Linked DNA regions of Triticum aestivum: region 1 is linked to region 2. The links are chromatin contacts, called in public Hi-C maps. All regions are on one chromosome and are shown on one strand. Each heading gives the region's core, a stretch centred on a gene start, on an enhancer-like site or on the middle of the called end of the contact. The rest is flanking DNA. Distances are from core to core; before and after follow the strand shown. Region 1 holds the start of LOC123098095 (vegetative cell wall protein gp1). Region 2 holds the start of LOC123098094 (nuclear speckle splicing regulatory protein 1).

What was found. A called contact is a pair of places that touch in the nucleus more often than the background predicts.
Region 1: a Hi-C map of leaf shows a contact between it and region 2, with 4 times the contacts expected there. The contact joins the promoter of LOC123098095 here to the promoter of LOC123098094 in region 2. A contact is called at or near these places in 2 of 5 Hi-C or Micro-C datasets (both in leaf).

Annotation. Positions count from the first base shown.
Region 1 is chr4D:388,072,492-388,075,684 of IWGSC CS RefSeq v2.1, forward strand. It overlaps LOC123098095 (vegetative cell wall protein gp1), which reads left to right and starts at 1,623. Exons shown (of 1, transcript XM_044519971.1): 1 at 1,623-3,155. The coding sequence starts at 1,966. The coding sequence ends at 2,694.
Region 2 is chr4D:387,772,457-387,775,748 of IWGSC CS RefSeq v2.1, forward strand. LOC123098094 (nuclear speckle splicing regulatory protein 1) reads right to left here and starts at 1,578. Exons shown (of 6, transcript XM_044519970.1): 1 at 1,349-1,578.

The DNA.
Region 1 (3,193 bases), core at 373-2,872, 300 kb after region 2:
CTTTCCGGATCGGACGGACGGGCCGATGCGCCCCAGCGGCGCCCATCGGACGGCCGGCGCCGGTCTGGCGGTTGCCGGCCTAGCCGCAGTTGGTCCCTGTCCTCCGGATTCGCGCTACAGCAAGGACGAGACCGGCCAGAAAGGCGGGCAGATCTTTATGGGTGGGCTGGCTTCGCGCGTACCGCCGTACGTTGCGGGGCCGCGTTTCCCGTGGAGACTTTCGGGGCCCACCGTCATTGACGCGATGTTGTTTTCGTGATCTAGTGGTCAGATCAGGTGGCAGCCGTTGCCTGAACTGTGCATGTCGGCATTTTTGTTTTGCAGAACCACCCCCCACTTGCACTTCTTTTTTGGTCCTCGACCCCTCCCTCTCAAAAACAAATCGAACAAGGTAAACGCACACTATTTAATTAGCTACCGGCCGGCACTACATTAAGTGGGTGGCGGGACATATTTTCTCCTATCTATCTAGTATGACGTTTCCAAATAATTGCGATCAGTTGGATAACGAAACTATGTCAAGTTGTAAAATGAAACAGTCAGGGCTCATTCGGTTTATGTCATTTCAAAGGTTTGCCCGACTCCGATGAGGAAAGTGCCATGACAGCGGCGCACCTTCGGCTCGCTTCAGTGTTTGTAGTCATCGCTAGGTGGTCTACGGATCTAGATATATTTTTTACTTCTGATGTTCTTTGTACTACAATGACATGACAGTTGATGAATAGATCGAAAGTTTTCTTCGCAAAAAAAATTCAAAGAAATGGTTGCCTTGCTCACTTCAATCATGAAAATTTCCCACGATATCTCCTTAATGCTAAGAATTCTGTCAAAATGAATGCTAAACATGGATGAAAATGCCATAGGAGTCTTCCAAAAATCCTCCAAAATGAATGAGCCATTAATACGTAGCTATTGACATAGCATAATTGGAAGGCGTGATTTTCTTGAGACCATATAACCGAAAGACATAATTTGGCAACGTCGTAATCAAAATCTAACGTTGTGATGTAGATATTTAGAATGTATTCCATGAAAATAATACATTTTCATGATTGCATTTTTACCCTCAGTTGGCCAAGGACAAGTCTCAATCAAAAAACATCTTAAAACCCCAAGACATAGATAAATGAGTGCAATGTGCATGTACTATAAGGCTCGGTCGGGGGATTGCACTATGTTGTACTTATTTCCCAATCTTTTATGAAAATCAAGGAATATGCTAGAATAGTTGGAACCACCCCAACACCGAACGCAACCTAAAGCTAGAAATATATAAAGATGTGGTTCTTTTCCCCGCAAAAATAAAAAGACGAGGTTCTTTTGCCAAGAATAAAACATCTATCCATGAATTCTATTCTCCGAATAATGCTCCCGGAGAGGCAAGGAATCAGTAATTACCATCCTCTAGAGGGGCATCAGCAAAAGTTTCTAACCCCCGTACAATAGTAATTAACACGTGCAAACCTGCCATTAGTAACCCACAAGAAAAATCGAGGAAGATTAGTTTATGTGAGGTCAAATCACCCCCACAAGTACTCAACGAACCAACTAACCCATCTCATCAACCTTCCTCTATAAAAGAGAGGGCGTTGCACCCCCTAGAGCTGTAGCCCGGAGGCCAGGGTGGGCTTAGTGCATGCATTGGCTAGCTGCTCCCTCCTCTCCTCTCCTCTCCACCGTAGATAGAGCGCAGGCCTTTTCTTCGGTTCTTCACTGATATAGATAGCTTCCATTTTTTTGGTTCACTTCCTCCTCTTGCATGTTCTTGATCTCTTCTCGATCTAAAACCACCGATAGATCGATCCTAGCTAGCATCCTTGTTGTTTTTCTTCCCAAGGATCTAGCTAGTTCTTGCAGATTTCATGCAAAACTAATACTACAAGTTCTTCCAGTTCTTCATTCCCATCCTTCTTTATTTCTTGTTGCTCTCTTAATTCTTCTCCTCCTACTCCTATCTAGCCAGACATGGAGAACGTTCTGCTGGATCGTTCTTCCGGAAGCTTCGAGTACCCGAAGAGGGGCGTCTATGGCGGGAGGCCGGCGAGGCCGCACGGCGCGTACGGCTCCTCCCGCACGTGCCCGCAGTACCATCACTTCCAGAAAAGTGGCGCGTGGAACTCCGCCCCCGCTCCCGCTCTTCCGTATGCGTACGCCAGGCCGCCGATATACTCGTCGCCGTCTCTCCCTCTCCTGCCGTCCAACCAGCCACCCCTCCTGCCGCTCCCGCCCACCGCTACCAAGTATGCCACTTTCCCCTACCCACCACCTCCGACACCGCCACGTGCCGTCAGGCCGGCGGCGCCCACGACCGTCGTGCCGGCAGCGTCGCCCCCTGCTTCGTCACGCCAGCTGAGCCAGAGAGACAGGAGGAGGAGGCCGGCTAAGCCGCCGGCCGCAGAACCGGCAAGGGAGCAGAAGAAGAAGAAGCCGCTGGAGCGGGCGACGCCACTGCCGCCGGCGCCCGCGGTGACCGAGGCGCTGGACGACCTCGAGCAGGAGCTGGCCCGGAGCTGCGTCCAGGACCTGCTGCACGCGCTGGCGCCGCCGCCCAGCAGCCTGCCGCTGCCCAGGTTCTCCCTCGTCGTCAAAGCGTCTCCACACTCCGCCACGGCCGGCAAGGTGGCGCCGGCCGCCCCGTCCTGCAACGCTGAGGCGGCCACCGCCGACGGCCTCCGCCGCCTCCTCCGCCTCTAGTATCGTGGCAATTACCCTGCCGCGCCGCGCATTTACGTGATCTCGGTGTACCGTTGCTACTGTTGATTATTTCCCTCCAATACTATTATTTCCTGGCTGGGAAAATACGTACTACTACTACTAGAAGACAAGAAAGAAGAGTTGTGTGATGCTCGAGCAATGGTCGGTGGCGTGACCGTGATGTGGCCGTCAGATGGACGCGGTGCTAGATGGGGTCCAGCCGTCGACCGATTCAGGTGAAGAAGATGATGTTGATTAAGCTTTAATTGTGTGGTGCTAGATATATATCTAGGGTTTACATACTGTACGTTACGTGCCTGCGTGCGCGCGTATGCTCTTGTTCTTGATTGGGTGATGTGTTTTTTGAATTACCTTGTATCAAGAGATTAATTACTCTAGTAAGTATAATGTATGTGGTGATGTTTAAGTGTGACTTAAATTAAATCTTGTGCTTGGCGAAATATTGGCGCGTGTACATATTGTTTTTCGTGTGATCTTT
Region 2 (3,292 bases), core at 328-2,827:
TATTTCTAGATGTGCAACAATCTAAAAATCAACTAGCATGCTTACACAATTCTGAATCTAAGTTTTTTGTGCTTGCGGATTATGAATCAGATCAGGGACCTCCTGTTCATGGTAGATAGTGTGGTAGTAATGTACTACAATGACCACCCTTTAGTAATGAAAATGTACCATGGACCTCCTAAGTATGTGTAGTTTGTGTACAAAACGCCTGGGGAGTAGTAGCCACTGTACCTCATGCTCACAGACACTCTTCAGCTGAAGCAGGTGAAACTCAGTGTGGAGCTCAGCTGACAGAAGCGCACACACAGAAAACGAAATCAAAATCATTTTCTCTCTTTTTTCTTCTGGTACTCACATCCAAATCATATCAGTTGCTTGTGTATCCACTAATTGCACAACTTGATATTGTTGTTCAATTTTGTTCATTTGTGGTCGTTCAGTACACTCAAATGGTTCATTGTGTGATAATATATCCATTGCAACTTAGATGATATCATGGTGGTCATGTTTTGTCCAGTGTGGAATCAGCTTGGTATAATTCTTGTTAACACCATCTTCTTTTCTTTCATAAGGGAGGACAATTAAACATTGTCGATTGGATCAGTAGTCATGTGGCCTCATAGCTGAGGACTGTAGAATCTCTGTCTTTAAATGATGTTTTTATGACTGGCAATAATGTGTTGGCCATGAAATCCTTTTGCGGCACATACGCTACTAATACATTATATGTTTACAATTGTGAAGCATGGGTCGTTTGCTGGTATGCCTGCCTGAGTAGGTATCGAATTTAGTCTGTACTAGAGATTGAATATTTGAAACAACATTTTCTTGCACCCACGTAGTTAGCTTGATATAGTCTGGACTCATTGGATCATTGTTGTTGATAGGTTCCAACACTAGCTTTTACTCTAAATAAAGTTGCAAATAGGTACTCTAGTTCTTATTTTGAGTAATTAATAAAGTTCGCTATTCTTTCTAGTGCTTGCTAGAGTGCTCTGTATAGCTGAAAGCTGCGTAAATAAATCCTGTTTAATGCACAGGCAGTATTTGGTTCAGCTGCAATCTACTCGTAAGATTTCTGTGTTATTCCCATGTTACCCAAAGAAAGAGGGGGAGAGGGATTAGAAGAGACTCAGTCCCTAGGGGATTGGGTGGCTCCCGTGGTCTCTGGTAAGCTTCGAGTGGGCGACTGCAAAGGAAGAGAGGGAGCGGCCTGGGCGGAGGCTGAAGGTCACCGCGGTCCGCGGGCGACGGGACGAGCAGGGGGGGACGGAGGGAGCCGCCGCCGTAGGGGCTCGGGCGGCAGGGCTGGATGGAGAGGAGGGCGAGGAAGGAGGAGGGGTGTTACCTTACGGAAGTCCTTCGTCGTCGTCGGACTTGTCGCCGGAGGCACCGCGTCCGTCCGCTCCTGCGCCGTCACCCCGTCGCGTCGATCGGTAGGGTTCGTTCGCCTCAAGACGCAGGCCCAAATCCCGGTCGATCCCTCTGTTTTGTTTTTCCTTTGAGGAACGGCCGATCCGTCTCTCTCTCTCTCTCTCTCTCTCTCTCTTTTGAAGGGGCCGATCCATCAACTTTGCCGTTGTGCGCGAGCACAAATGCGGCCCGGTCCCAAGGGCTGAGCTCACCAAAAAGCCACATGTGCCGACCGGGGGGGATCAGCCCGGCACGGCATGAACTCGGGCGCGCGGCTATAAGGCGGCGCCCCTGAAGAAACGGCCCTAGTGGGCCGGCCCAGTAGCTGGTCTGTGCATTTCTTCACTCTGTTTTATTCTTCTCTCTCGTTTTTTTTAGATTTTTATTTTCTACTTATTTTTTATAAAAATATAATACATCTATTACACAAAAAATTACTCCAGGTAATTTTTGATAAAGTGTTTGTGCAACTTTAGAAAAATTCTGATATGTAGCGTTTGGAAAAAAATATGTTTCAACGTGTATTTGGCAAATATTTAACATGTATTTGAAATAAAATTAAAAAGAAGTGTATTTCAAAAATATTAAACGAAAATAAAATTAATGCTTTAGATGTAGAAAAAATGTGCAATGTCTATTAAAAATAAACACGAAAAATGAATTTGGAAAATTTTAATCATTGTATTTGAAAAATGTTAGTCATGTATATAGGAAAATCTTCCTTATGTATACAAGAACATACATTGTATATGAAACAAGCAGCCATCAAAATTATATATTTAAAAAGATCTTAATAATGTCTTTTAAAAATATTAAATGTCTATAAAAATAATGTTTCATATGTATATGAAAAATTTACAACGAGTATGAAAAAAAGTAGACATAGAAACATATATTTTAAAAACATGTTAATCACATATTAAAAAAATAAAAATTATAAAAAAATTGGTGTATACTAAAAATTTAAACAACCAAAACATATATTTAAAAAGATGTTAATCGAGTAATTGAATTTTTTTAAACATGTATAAAAAATTTCTTGATGTATACGAAAAATGTGCATTGTGTGTGGAAAAAAAGATACATGTTGAACAAAAAGATAAAGGAAAACAACAAAGTAAACGAAAGAAAACAGTGGAACAAACTGAAACCGAGGAAAACAGGGAAAAAACAAAGAAAACCGCAAGACAAGAAAAAAAATAATAAAAAGAAAACAATGTATAACAGTGAAAAATAGTCAAACCAATGCTACATACGGGCCAGGCCCAATAATGTCGTCATGCAGGCGAGACGTAATACATCTCTGGCGACATATAGCTCCCGCGACACGGTGTCCGCGTTGCTTTTGGGCTTCTAGGTTGTTTTGGCCCTCGACCATTTTTTGCTTTTCTCTAACCATTTTAGTTCTTCAAATTTCAGATTCCAAGTTAAAAAGGCCATTTACTAAAAAAGTTAAAAAGGCTACAACAGCCCTAAAAAGGCAAAACAATGCAAAAGGGGCCGACTTGTGCCTGCAATTAAAAGGGTCATGAATTTAAGAAAGCAAAAAAGAAACTAGGACCGCCTATGAGAGAGTTCGGGTATCCTTGAACCTTTTTTAACATAGTAAAAGACGGATTTACCGCTCATTTTTTTCAACGTCATCGGAATACTTGTGGTCAGGATGTGACAAGGGCTATCCTCGTTGAGGGTACAGAGTCAGCCGAATGCATTAATGACACCATGCTGATATTAATACCAAAGGTAGAAAAATCCCACTTCCTTGACCCAGTTCAGGCCCATCTCTCTCCGAAGTGTGTTAGATAAAATTGCTTCCAAGGTCATCTCTAACCGGTTAAAGCAAGTTTTGCCTGAAATTATATCGGAAGAACAGTCTGCT